2 separate regions of the Triticum aestivum genome follow, and region 2 is linked to region 1. Evidence: chromatin contacts called from public Hi-C data. All regions are on one chromosome and are shown on one strand. The core of a region is the stretch at or near the end of the contact, and the rest is flanking DNA. Distances in the headings are between cores, read along the strand shown.

Evidence for each region. A called contact is a pair of places that touch in the nucleus more often than the background predicts.
Region 2: a Hi-C map of leaf shows a contact between it and region 1, with 2.7 times the contacts expected there. The contact joins the promoter of LOC123119623 here to the promoter of LOC123119622 in region 1. A contact is called at or near these places in 2 of 5 Hi-C or Micro-C datasets (both in leaf).

The regions. Positions count from the first base shown.
Region 1 is chr5D:88,605,347-88,612,638 of IWGSC CS RefSeq v2.1, forward strand. LOC123119622 (cyclin-A3-2) reads right to left here and starts at 4,835. Exons shown (of 7, transcript XM_044539480.1): 1 at 4,215-4,835; 2 at 3,856-4,088; 3 at 3,618-3,770; 4 at 3,482-3,515; 5 at 3,221-3,370; 6 at 2,990-3,124; 7 at 2,523-2,901. The coding sequence starts at 4,574. The coding sequence ends at 2,830. It overlaps LOC123119620 (zinc finger protein 7), which reads left to right. Exons shown (of 1, transcript XM_044539479.1): 1 at 1-498. The coding sequence ends at 170.
Region 2 is chr5D:88,960,923-88,968,437 of IWGSC CS RefSeq v2.1, forward strand. It overlaps LOC123119623, which reads right to left and starts at 2,247. Exons shown (of 6, transcript XM_044539481.1): 1 at 1,944-2,247; 2 at 1,313-1,518; 3 at 231-516. The coding sequence starts at 2,150.

The DNA.
Region 1 (7,292 bases), core at 3,585-6,084:
CACAAATCAGGACAGCACCAAGGTTTCATGAAGATGGGATGACCTGGGCAACAATTCCCTGCGAAGAGGTGCTGAACTCAACATGGCCAGGAAGCTTCAGAGCAAGGACCCAACCTTCAGACCAACAACCATCAGAACAAAGTAAGATAGACTTGAATCTCAGGCTTTGATAGGTTGATGTATCAACTTTGAACAGTACAAAAGTCCTCATCAAGTTTGTCCTTCTGAATAAATTGGCATGAAGTGACCAGTTAAGCTCAGCTCACCATCAGAATCAAAGATGGTACTGAACTCTGAAGATGATGTTGTTCCTTTTGAATTCGTGGCGATGCTGCTGCAATATTTATGTAGCCAGATAGTTAATATGATCATGTGTAGTCTAGTTGACATCGGTGTGAAGGAACCCAGGGATTTTTTGTACTTACTAGAAGCAGCATATATAATGTCTCTGTCAGTCATCCTCATATTAAAGGTTCTGCAAGTTCTTGTTTTCATTAATCTAGCATACCATGGAGTATAATAGTTGGACAGACATAATATCAACTCTCGTGCAGATCAAAATAAATACCTTAAAAAATCACAGGAAAATGAGCAAATTAACACATAGCTATGTGAAGCTCTGATTAAAATTTTGCAAATTAAGCAGAGACACCTGAAGCCGCAAAGTCCGTTACAAAACAGTAAGATCATCTAACTTGAGCTATATTTTATACAAATAAATCAATCAGATATGGCATCTAAATTACTCCTTCCGTGAAAATACAGAGCATATTTTGCCTTGCACTTAGACCAAGGAAACATTGAAAAGGACTAAGCTGCCCCTAATTATCCCTGAAGTATTATTCAGTGTATCCATGTAGGGACACCAAGTAAAGGTAGCATATTCTTTAGGGAAAGAGATGGAAAATCACACTTTCTTTTGCACCAGAATTTGAAATGCACCTTGTATTTCCAAACAGAAGTAGTCTGCACAGCAGACTAAAGAAAACCAAGAAGCATACATCTGCGATCATCTGGTCTGCATATTGCTCAGTAAATGTGTTTTGAATCTCAATAATTGCTGTTTAGTGTGCCATCAAATTTATAACGAGTCATTCAGAAGTGAACACCTTATAGGCAGCAAATGGGTTGATCATTCATTGGAAATGACTCAGGCCTCTAGGATTTTGATTCAATAAAGAATGTTACACTAACAAGCTATCGAGGTGATAGTTAAATAGTGAAAAACAAGCATCATGCCAAGTATGATTATTCATGCAAGCTATGTTATTTAGGCCTATCGCTAATACAACCCCTAGGTAGAAAGGTAGGTCATAGGTACTGTAAGCACACTCACAGGTGACAGATCAAAAGAAAAAGAATCAGCAAAGGCAATGGATCAACATATATCAAACATTACCTGTGAGTTACTGTTTTCGTTAACCTAGCATACCATGGAGTATAATAGTTGGACAGAGATAATATCAACTCTCATGCAGATCAAAATAAATACCTTAAAAAATCACACGAAAATGAGCAAATTAACACATAGCTATGTGAAGCTTTGATTAAAAAAATGCAAATTAAGCAGAGATACAGATACCTGAAGCCGCGAAGTCCGGTACAAAACAGTAAGATCATCTAACTTGAGCTATATTTTATGCAAATTTATCAAGCAAATATGGCATCTAAATTACTCCTTCCGTGAAAATACCGAGCATATTTCACCTTGCACTTAGACCAAGGAAACATTGAAAAGGACTAGGCTACCCTAATTATCCCTGAAGTATTGCTCATTGTATGCATGTAGGGAACACCAAGTAAAGCTACTCCGTAGCATACTCTTTAGGGAAAGAGATGGAACAGCACACCTTTTGCATCAGAATTTGAAATACACCTTTCATTTCCAGACATAAGTAGTCTGGAATGCAGTATTGCATACAAAATTATTATTATTATGAGGAAAGTATTGCACACAATATTAGTAGTCACTGTTCATAAGAATGGCATTAGCAAGAATAGACACATGTAATCATTTATAACAAAGTAAAGAGGCAATTGCAGTGGAGATACAACAATTTGACACATCACTTCATTATAGTCCATCAAGTTGAAAAATGCAATGGACTAGTGCACAAACTTTGCTTGCACATTCATTAGCAAGAATAAATAATAAATATGTAACTATTTAGGAAGTTTCGGCTACATCAGTTGCCATCAGAAAAGAATTAAGAAGTGCCATCAAATTTATAACGAGTCATTCAGAAGTGAACACCTTATAGGCAGCAAATGGGTTGATCATTCATTGGAAATGACTCGGGCCTCTTGGATTTTGATTCAATAAAGAATGTTGCACTAACAAGCTATCAAGATGATAGTTAGATAGTGAAAAATAAGCATCTTGCCAAGTATGATTATTCATGCAAGCTATGTTATTTAGGCATATTTCTAATACAACCCCTTGGTAGAAAGGTAGGTCATAGGTATTGCAAGCACACTCACAGGTAACAGATCAAAAGAAGAAGAAAAATCAGCAAAGACAATGGATGAACATATATCAAACATTACAAATATGTGGCCAAACAGACCAAGGCACATTGTTCTAAGATATAATACAGAAGTACAATTCTACAAAAGAAGAGAATGCCTGGCCTCCTACTTGTGATAAACCTAGCTCCTAAATGAATTTGAAAAGCTCCTGGTTAAGCTTTTAAACCTCAAGCATCTAAACAGCTTCCAGCATTCTAACTTGTCTGAGAACCTGCTCTGAAACTGTAATTCTCCCTTATCACAAGGAGCTCAAGATGAGCTCAGAGTTATTAGCTTTACAGTGGAGCGGTCCAGGAACAACTATTCTGTTAAGTCTTGGAAGTACGATGCAGGGATCTCGACAGGAGGAAGCAACATCGATACACATTTGAACTGTTCCAAATGATTAGAGAATTAGACCAAACAATACAAGCATAACAACACCAAAGGAATATTACATAACTGTTGGAGTTGAGCATACCCTGTGTTGCTTATACTTGTCTCGAATTGCTGGTAACGATTGACCCTTTCTATTGAGCTGCAAATCATGTATGGCTATAATGCAATCCTTCAGCTCTGATGCCTTGTAGCCTGTCAGTTTATGCATTTCCTTGCCCTGCAACCACATAATCACAGGATAGCTTTAGCTTTGAGAACTTCAAATATCAAAAGCAACATTTCAAGCTTTCACATTCTACTTCTCCACTCTTACCCAAGGATTAGTGTCTGGTCCAATGGTCAGCCTAGCAAGAAAAAGTGATGAAGCAGCAACCACTGATGGCAAGAACCGGAGACAGCTGTAGTCCAGAAGACTCAGCTCAGCAAGATAGCTACCCATGAACTCCAGTAATAAGCTGGAGCGCTGTGACAAGCATGCAAGAATAACTTCAGGCACCCACACACATAAGCAGTTGAGGAAGAATTAAATCAAATGGATCCAATATGGAGAATTTAAAGGATTGGTAGTAGTCACCTTCTTGTCTTCTGGGCCAGATCTTGTAAACCGCCTGAAATTAGCAAAACAGGGGGGGAATGCACAAAGATTCAGTTGGACACGGAATGAAAATATTCAGAGATTATGAACTATTGGGTCAGTGACAGTATGCCACCTGAGGAAGGTCTTGATGGTCGGACTGCCTATCTCGAAGTTGAGGAGCTTGAGTATGTCGCTCTCCATGGTGAGAAGCTCCTGCCTGGTGTAGGTGTTGTCCGTGATGTAGCAGAAGTCCTCCACATGCGGGGGACTGATCTCCTCGTACTTCCTGCAACCACCCCAAAGCCAATCCAACTCAATCCACAAAATCTTTTCGAACCCTTCAAGGAAATGGGGCAGGAGGCTGCGCTTACGAGGCAATGAGCATTGCAGCGACACCAAGGAGCTGCAGCCTGTTGCGGCCGAGCGGGTTGGCGGAGAGGAAGCGGTCGACATAGGAGACTGTGAGGTAAAGCGTGTCGGCAACGAGCTTGTACTCCTCGGCAACCTCGACGAGCCAGTCGATTAGGATAGCCCGCATGTTGGCCGTCACGTCCGTCTGCACGGTCTCGATGTAGTCTGCCGCCGGCCGGCGCGGCGCCTCCACCTGCACACCCCATTCGGACGAACCAATGATTAGACATCAGACCAGTCGTTCCCACCCAACCCCAGCGCCGACGGATCGAGGCATCCGACGGCCAGAAATGGAGATCAGGAATCGGGAGTGCCGTACCTCCATAGTGCGGAGGTAGGTGTAGATGTCGGAGGCGTAGGACCCGCTGAGCTGGGTTTCGCTGCCGCCGCCGCCGCCGCTGACCTCCTCCTCGGCGGGGGTCGGCGAGGTGGACGCGCACCTGCTCAAGCCCCCGCGCTCCTCCTCCCCCTTGGCCGCAGCCGCGGGCTTGGCGGGCTTCGACGGCTGGCGGAGGACGACCCCCGCGTTGGAGACGATGGGGAGCTCGCTGAGCGCCACCCGCTTCCGCTTGGCGCCGCCGGAGGGGCCCGCGGAGCAGGTGGCGGCGCGCTTGGCCGCGGCACGGGTGAGCCGGGGGCCAGCCTCCGCGGCGGGGGCCGCGTTCTCCTTGTCGGCCATGGTCGGCGGGCTCGTGCTCCCCGGGGCGGCGGGGGTAGGGTTTGGGATTCGGTGCGCGGCGAGGGGAGATGGGAGGCGGCGGCGGTTGCGTTATGTAGAGGGGATTGGAGGAATGGGAGGGAAGATGGCCGCCAAAACACGCGAATTCGAAGAGGAGGGAGGGAGAAGAAGCCCGCGCTGCGCCGGGTTTCGCTTGCTGAGCTCTATAGGATTTTCGCTTGCTATAGGATTGGGGAATTTTGGATGGAGTGGGGCGCACGTGCTGGTGAGAGGTGGGCGGTAAAAGTTTTAAAATAATACGGAAATCCCGCGGCGCCTGCCTGCCCGCCAGCTCCCCCTCCGAAATCGTACTGGGCCTTCCGCGTTCCAGCGCGAAACAGCACACTCCGGATCGGGGGTTTCTCTTTTCTTGGCCCAACACTTTTTGGCCACGAAATTGTATTTCGGTGGTGGTGTCATCGTTATTAAAATATAGTACTTTTTTTTCTTTTTGCGAGAGACCGTGAGTTTTTCTTAGAGGAAAAGGACTCACGCCCCGGTTCCATTGCAATAACGAAACCACAGAACATTTGTTTTTGGAGCTACAAGGCGTGCAGGGGGAATAAAACAACAGAGATGCTGCCCCAGCACGGAAACTCTAGACGATCTACGCTCCTCAAGGAGCAAGAGAGCAAGAGAGCGAAATAAAAGTATCAAGTACATCATACATCAGCGCAAGCAATGAACATCAGAAAAAAAAATTGCACCGGGCGCATCTAAAAACCCCAGGTCTTCAGAGCGAGAATCCAGACCTGAAGTGAGGTCTTGTCGCTCCAGAGCATTGGTTCAGGCCTAGCCAGGGTCCGGCCACAGTAGGAGGGGCGGTGCTCGTGCCATTTGTTCCAGTCTTTGCACCAAGAGACGACATCTCCTCTTGGCGGGATCCGCACACCTGATCTCCCACGAGGCCAAAAAGGAAACTGTCCTTTGCCACAGAATCTGCATCCCAAGCCAAGGCACAGTATTAAAGCACATATCGTTTCGATATCTCCAGAGAGTCCATAATGCAGCTGCATGAAGCATAATATCCACAGTTTTGTTGCAATTTCTAGACCACCATTAAAGGAACCCATACGAGTTAAGCTCGATGTCGCCCCCTAGGGAGCCAAAAATCTCTCTCCAGAGTTCTCTCGAAACCACACAATCAAAAAATAGATGATTTACATATTCTAGTTCATTGCAATAAAGACAGGTAGCATCTGCTACATGTTGTCTTTTCTGAAGATTGTCCCTGGTTAGTGGCTTGTTCTTAACTAGCAACCAAAGGAAAATCTGAATTCTCTGAGGAACATTAGCATTCCAAATCGTCATAATGTTATCTAGAATCACTCCTCTAAAATTCACAAAGTTATAAAAGGATTTAACTATGTAAACCCACTTGGACTCCAAGTCCCAAATGATAGTGTCATCACTATCATTCAAAACCAGGTCCTTAACTGCACTAAAAAGCTCATTCCAAGCAGCAAGCATGTCCGGCGAAAAGCACCTCCTAAAGTTGATTTTCAAGGTCGTGCCATCCCAAACCTCACTGATGGAGACATTAGTTGAATTAGCAATATTGTACAGCTCCCAATAACTGGTAGCAAGTGTAGTATTGCCAATCCAACGATCTTCCCAAAATCTAACGCTCTTGCCATTACCCACCTTCCAGGAAAAGCCAACCTTGGCTGCTAAAATAGCCCAAAGTATTCCTTTCCAAAGAGGGGAGGCTCCAGTATCAGGACAGGCAAAGATGTTAGGACTACGAGTTCTGTATTTGGCATCAATAACTTGTTTCCAAATTTTACCATCATCATTAAAATATCTCTTGGACCAGGAGGCAAGCAGGCTAAGATTCATGTCAGCAATGTCAGGGATGCCCAAGCCACCATATTGTTTCTTGATGGAAATATTCCCCCAAGAAGCAAGGTGGTATTTATGATGCCCCCAATAATCATCCCAAAAATAGTGAGCAAGTTGAGAGCTAATCATTTTAGTGGCCCACTTAGGGAATTTCATAATCCCCATAAGATAGCAAGGAATCCTAGATAAGCAAGATTGAACAAGGGTAAGCCTCTTACCAGAGGAAAGTAATCTACCTCTCCAACCGGCCCCTTTCTTAATGGTTTTATCTATGGTAGGTTGTAGATCCTCTTTTATAAGTTTGCTATAGTGGAGAGGAGCCCCTAAATATTTAATGGGGAAATCTCCAAGCTTATAACCAAGGACCTGAGCAAATATATTAGCTTCCTCTCGGTCAATGTTAATAGGGACCAGATCACATTTATAAAAATTGATCCTCATCCCAAATAACTGTTCAAAACAAGACTGTAACCACTTAAGGTTTTTAGCATAAGATAAATTTTTACTCAAAAAGAGCAAGGTGTCATCAGCATATTGCATACTGATGATACCTGCAGGATTTGAGATGGGAAAAAGCCTTCCAACTTGTTATTTATAGAGGCCTTAACCAAAATTCTAGTAAAAACATCAAGAACTAGATTAAAAAGGAGGGGCGAGAATGGGTCTCCTTGCCTGGCACCTTTGCCAGGGACAAAGTATTCATTGTTATTGTCATTAACTCTGACACCAACAGAACCCTTAAAGATGAGAGATTCCACTTTACTCATCCACTTATTACTAAAACCTCTCCTCCTCATCATATCTATCAATAATTCTCTATTGGTCATGTCATAGGCT
Region 2 (7,515 bases), core at 997-3,496, 350 kb after region 1:
GAAATGACCATAATGCATATCTCTACTAAATAAATTATTTATATAACCATTCTCAACGTTAATTGACAGGGGTATAGAACGGAGTCAACACAATAACCACACTACTGATTTCCTCAATACACAGACATTTTGAAATGGAGTATCCCGAGGTAGGAGAGACTGAGAGGTAGTGAAACAGTTGGAGTAACAATCATCTTATATTGCCAAATTAAGTATGAAATAGATGTTACCCTTTCCATAGAATCCAAGCGAGACTGCAATTGGAGAATATGTTCTTTTGCTTGAGCGTTTAAGCTATCTAATCCACCCATATTTTCCGATAATAAATTGTCATCCCTCTTTTCTGATTCATTAGTCGCTTCATCGTCTTCTGATAATCTCAAAATAGATCCTCCCAAACCGAGGTCACTGTGACTATATTCAGTGCTATCTCTTTCCTTGCACTCAGTTTCATCATCAGACAACTCTAGGATTCTTTCAAGGGAGAGCCTGTATTCAGCATTAGACAGAGTGTACCTGAAATACAGACAAAGTAACTTTAGGTGATAATTATACCTGGCATGTTTATCATGTTTGTGAGTAGGCAGTGCAAGCCAAGTGCGCATATAAGAAAGCAAAAAGTACCAAGGGGCAGGAGCTTGTTCAAATTTCCTGTCTTGTTTTAGAAAAGTGAATAAAGCAAGTTTTCGATCCTTTTCTTACTAACAACTATTACCACATGAAAATAAGTTGATCAAGGTCAGTGTTTCAGACTGAAGTCTGAATGATTAAGTTTGGCTAGCATGTTTTGATCTGCTGCTTCTCAAATTGTGAAACAAATGTAGTCATTCAATAACAAATGGAAGGGCATGGAAAAAATCAAGCAGGATTTGCACATTCTATGTGACAAACGTCTAAGTACACAAGACAGCAATTCTACCAGCATTAAAATCGGACACTCAAAGAAACTATACAACATGAATCGGATTTTATGGTTCACACCCTTAAAACATGTTTTTGACATGTGCGACTCAAAGTGCAGCAAACTGTTTGATAACTGCCCTTTTTACAGTGAGTAGTGACGTTGAATTTCGATTTCCTAGACAGAGATAATAAGAGCATGCTACAGCAGGCTACCAGCCTACCACTAATGGCGTACTTTTCCAGTCCACCTCAGATAACGGGTTGACCTAGATTCCACATCAAGTCATTTGCTACTTTTATATGCACACAATTGCAAAAGGACCATGCCAAAATGTGTCTTCTTTTGACCAGAGACAATCAAATTCAACTATAATCTATACGAATGGTATGATTCAGGAGAAAAGCATACCCTGTCTTTATTGAAGATATCACCAACTTGAAGAAGGGATCCCAAAGGGCCTCCACGACAACACGGAACTGATCAGACGGAAGGAGACCCAACATGCCCGAAACAGTCCTCTTCATTGCATCCACAGTTTCAGGAGGAACATCTCTCTGGACTACACTTAGATCCAAAGGTTCTACATCTTTTATCAAGTTCCAAAGTAAAGATTTCTGCAAACAATACAAGCGTGTCATGGTAATGAACAGCATCAGTACATCAACTCGATAGGATTAAAAGATGCTAATCCTATTCTAGTACATCGATTCGATAGGATATGAGTAACTTTTTCCAGTGGAAGGCTGGAAGCTCACAAGAATCTAATTCTTTGTCAGTGGGAGGTAAATAACTTCATCACACCTGTCTGGAGACACCTCAATCTACAGGTAACCTATTCTATGCTGCTTATGATTTCAGCTTCTGTCTGCACGATCGTATTTTAAAAAAAATTGTGTTGCGGAGTTGCACACATGATTATGACTATATAATAATTTGTATATATTGCCCCAACAAAGGGGCAGAGTTTCCTTTCGCTAGCACGGACAGACAGACAGACACCCGCTCCACGGAGGAGCATCGGCATCGGCATCGCGCTCACCTCGGGGAAACCGTGGAGATGCCTCCCGCGCGCGTGGAGCTCGTCGGGTGACGCCGCGGAGGAGGCCGCCGCCACCACGACCCCGAGCCTCCTGCGCCGGACGCCGCCCGCCGCCAGTTGAGGAACGGGGACGCGGAGGAGCCGGCTCCCGGGGACGTGCACGGCCGCCCCTTGCGGCGGCGCGCGGATGCCGGCAGAGATCGGCATGTGCGGGCGGCCGTCGCCGGCGGCGAGACTCCTCTCTGATTATCTGGCGAGGTCTGGTGCTTGGTTGGTGGGTGGTGGTTCGAGCGGGCGCCTAGCTGGACCCAGGATAAGCGCCAGCTCGGGTGCCACTGCCATGCGGGCCCGGCGGGACGTAACGCGTGGACACGCTCCGGCCTTCCCACGTATGGCCTCGCGTGGACCGTCGCGTCACGTTCACCCTCGCGTCACGTACTGAGTGAGCATTGCCGCATCTGCGCCAGCAGAACAGGCCCAGTTCCCGTGTACCGCGGCACACTGTAACGTTTTTTTATGGTAATACGCATCTCATTCATATAAAAAGAGTACAAGTCACGTAATAATCAACATGATAAAATTAAATAGACAACAGAACACTAGCATTTGCACAAAACACTACCAGCCAAGAAGTAAAAATACAATCAGGATTGAAGACTCCCTGAGCTGAACATCAACACTCGTCATCTGCTTCTGGCACCACCACAGCAGTGACCAAAGTAAAAAATGATGGATCACCTCCTCACCCAAATTCGACACGGTTCCATCACTGATATGCAGCTTTGTGGACCTTTAAGGTGGCTCACCAAAAGTGAAGCCATTGTCGTTGGACGAATCAGACCGGGGCAACACCCCGGACACGCCATCGAACTTCAGATCTGACACACCACCACGACTAAGACACAGAAGGAGAAACCATACCTGGCAGCCATCAACCATGAACCCAGCACGCGTTCCGTCTTTCAGATGTCGTTGATGCAGAGCCACAATCTGCATCCGCTCCTGAACTACCTCACAAGCTCCACGCCGCTCTGGAGCGAATGTTGTCGCAACGATGGAGACTGAGGACACATGTCCACCACGAGGATGCCACCGCCGCCGCACCATCCTTACTTGAACAGACTGGATTTCAAAAACATCCTCAATCATAGGACCGATCACCTCATCGGGGTAGGATCTGAAGAGACTTTATTCAACACCGTCATAATCGCCGCCGAAGCCAAGACGATGAACAACCTAAAAACTAAGATACTTTAGCCTAAAACTATCCACATGTGTGGATCCGGCAACCCCCTCACGACCAACTAGCGAGGCCACCGGCGAAGGAACTCTCTTGTGACAGCGCTGGCGAGATCGCCTTAGCCTTGAGAGAGAGAGAGAGAAAGAACAATTCACGGCACACTGTAATGTGTAGGCTCCAAAAGTCATCACAAACTCCGAGTTGTAATCGCCAAAAAAGAAAAAATTCCGAGTTGTACACTATAACGCGCAGTCCAATCACACGGAAAAAACATCATACTTTTTTTACATAGTACAGACATGGACGCTCATACACTCGTTACTATAAACACATATATACTCTATCTTTATGACCAACTTCAAAAAACTGAGACCATACATCATCTTGAGATTGAAAGTAGTCAGAGAAGTTTTTGTAGTCAACGGGAACATCTCCTTTCAATGACACATCGCTGGAAGATATAAAATTCCTGTTTACAACTTAAACCCTGATGGGCTTTGTCATTCTAACCATTCAACCATAAATTGATTCACACGAAAAAACATCATCACAAACTCGTTTGCAGCAAATTATGGAATAACTAAGCACGTAAGTTAGCTGTGTTGGTTTAGCACGCGAGCTTTGTGAACCGTGATGCATGGTCAGTTGATCGCTGGGTCAAACGTGTAGGGATTTGTCTGCCGTGACCAGGCGATCACAATTCACAAAAATCACATGGTTGTTGGATGCGGGGCGGCTAAGCAGCTAGATTGGTTTTGTCAACGATGCGATTTGTTTAGTGACTAGTGAGCTGCCGTCCAAGACCAGCTTAATTAGCCAGTGCTACCAACGAAGCAGGTTCTTTGACTCATCATTGCACTGACGATACTCACGAAACAAATTCACAACGACGACATATGATGATTTGTCTGCGCACGGTTAGTCCGTTGACATAACCGTAATTTCCCACAAAAGAACAAGTAACTGTAAAATCAATCATATACTACAAGGTCGATCTTGGAATGAACAATTCATCAAGTTATTATCATGTGACATACGTGGTAAGCAATTCAAACTATCTTAAAAAAATTAAGCTATTGCCAGGAAAACACACAACCCCTTGGGAGCCTGCTTGCAATCCATGGAGGAATAGGTTTCCTTTCTCGTAAGTCGTCGTTGCCGCCTTCCTCTCACTCTTGTCGGTGTTTCGTGTGTCTCCTCCCGAGAACCTTTCAAAAACCATTTGGCGGATCCTCAGGCATCTCCTTTCACTCGTATCAGTCATACTTTGGATGGTAGTCGTTTTGGCAGCTTGTGTGATCCACTAAGTAGGTAAAGGCATGGCCAATGCACCGCCCCACGGAGCCACGTAGAATCAGACTGCAGTCTGTAGGTTCAGTATAGCTTCAAGCATGTCGGTGTTGCTTGCAGAGGAGGTCGATGCTCTAGGTAAAAAGAAATACCTAGTAGCGGAGAGAGAGGGGGGAAATTTAGGCGTGTAGGGTAGGAAAAAGTGTTGCGGGACTACCTCACGTATAATAGTTTTGTGTATGGTTTGGGTACGACAAGAGAGAGAGACCTGGTTGTATCGCATGTGGCCTATCATGTAAGATAAGTCCATTATAACAATATCGTACTAGGAAAAAAGTAGATTAGGGTAAGTGGCAGGCTGAACCACTACTTCCTTTGGGTGGTGCATGGTTTGAACTGTGGTTTTAGTGCTTCAGATAGATGAGGCTAGCGCTTGGTGTGGCCTCCATAGTTCATGCCTTAATAGGAGTGATGCTGACGGTTGTCAGTCGAGGCAATGGCAGATCAAGACAAGCCCTGATGATCCATGCAATGATCGGGCCTAGCGATGACAATGTGTGTGAGAGCTTAGATGACGATGAGTTTCACCCAGATATCAAAAAGGTTCCTTTCCAAAGGCATTGATACACGGGCGCTAAAACATATTCTCCTAATGAAAAATCCGAGACCTGGCCTCACTGCGCAAACTTCACGAGGACAAAGAGAGCCATGTCACTCAATGGAGGCGTCACGCTAATAACTAGAATCATTTGCACCTCATTATCGCATGATAGTTGTTAGTGCATATGGACGATCTCTTGATAGTCTCCGACAAATGATCTACAAGGATCTCGGTTTGGCATGTATCGTGTGTTGGGAACTCCATGACATGCCTTTTTATTTGTCAAGACAGTCGAATTAACATCGTTGTATGTTTTCTAGATGGTGTGGAAGCTAGGAGGATAGGTAAGCAATTTTGGAAAGCAGCGGCAATTTAGTGTCAAGTGTGATTCACTAAGTCAATAATGATTTTGCGTCCTCTAAAACTTACTTGCAAATAGTGAGGGCCATGTGCTAATTTATTAATTATCCTAGTCTTAACTATCTCTAACTCACTTTTGGTATTTTTTGAAACAAGGGCAAAAGCTTTGTGACATTTTATTGACCGAGAAGACAATTCGATATGTACAAACAACATATGTGGGCGGGATACTGAAAGGAACTACTCTCACGGCATGATGCATCTCAAATGTTTAGCCCCGATGGTTGCCCAATATTCGGCTTTTTGGTTAATCATGGCGACGATGATAGACAGTAATGAAGAATGGTTTTGCAAAACCCATGCATTCCTTTTGTTGCAAATCGTCCAAGACACCAACATGACTAAAGATGACATGGCTTGCTCACCACTGAGATGAATCACTGAAAACCACCATTCAAAGATCGATCTGAAGTTAGCCCAAGAATTAATGCCCCATGTTCGGCAAACCTAGCCAATTCCATATCATGGTCCAAATGCCATCGGTGAGGTGGCATTTGAAGCGAATGTGAGTGAAGGTCTCCGGTTCCTCCTAAAAAGTGAACAAAGATCACAATCATACAAACCTCTATTTTGGAGGTGATCCGCGGTCCAACTCTATCTTCACATATATGGCAAACAAAGAATTTATGTTGTGTGGGGGGGATGGTGGAGGGGCGGGGCAATTGTTCTAAATGACCAGCCGCATGATTGTGACAATAATGCCTTCAAATTGAGCATGATAGGTTGAGTAGGTGCCATCTGAAGTGAGATTTTAAAAAATGGACATGGTTATGTATCATCAAGGTCCACAATGTGAACAATTGGGTCACCCTAATTCCCGCCAATGTGTTTATGTTCCTTATCCATGCACCGTCCATTGGAGACTTCTTGACATTACCATTGGTGGCCTTGAAAATAGCGGAAGTGATTGGACGACATCCTTCGTCTTGCGCCTCCAAGCCACGGAGCATGCTGTATTTTTTCCATTTGACCATCACCAATGATCATCGATGCCAAGGTGTATATAATATGTGCATGTGTGTGTGTGTGTGTTGTATTATAAAAGTTAGTTCCTCTCTATCTAAAGGTAAGACATTTTTCTAGTTCAAGAGGAGTAACTTATTCTCTCATATATCTGAATGCATAAGGTTCCCATTTCGCTTCGGTTTTCGTCCCCCTCCCTTTGTACTTTGAGTGGTCCTCCGACAATCTCTCTCACGATTCGGCCTAGGTAGGCCCAGTCGGTAAGTCCCTGTTTCACACGTCCCGATCAATGTTGGATCACGATTCCCCACTATCGCCCCGGCGGACCTAGCGTCGCCGCCAATTCCCTCCTTCACGAAAGGTCCTCCACTTCTCCTTTCTCTACCGCAGTTTCTCTGCCCTTGGCCATTCCTACATGAGCAGGTCCTTCTTGAGATGCCTTACCTTCGTTGTCTTGTCCTACACCTACTCCTACCTTCCACTGCCATCCCCATTACACCATTGTAGGATCACATCACGCTCTGCTCTATCGACCGTGGTGGTGACACACTGGCAGCCTAGGCAGCAAGATATTCGGGGGCATGAACAACATATAGTAACAGAGCACAAGCAGCTTGATCAAATGTTCTTCTCTGTAGCTTTGCAATCTGCATCTCTTTAGAATATATTTTTCTAATTTTGAAGGCTTCACAAAATCATTAAGTAAGAAGGGTAGACCTTAATTTTGTTGTTGGTTGTATGATGTGTCTAAGAAGAAAAAATGAAGGTATTGTATTGTTGTATTATGATTTACTTTGGGAAAGGGGCTAATTGTATTATGCATATCATCATTGTAGACATCTTCCTTATTATTTAGTCGACTTTACGATATATAATAAGCAGGTGCTACCAGAAGTGATCAGAAGCTTGCAATATGTGCTAATGTGTTCAAGTTGATCAGTCTACGTGGCCATCAGCTAGCATTTTTGGAGGTTTGATAGTGTGTTGGAGCGATTATACCGCTTCTATCTTGGGTGTCTGGGAACATATTCTTGGCCATCTCACACTCAGATTGCAGC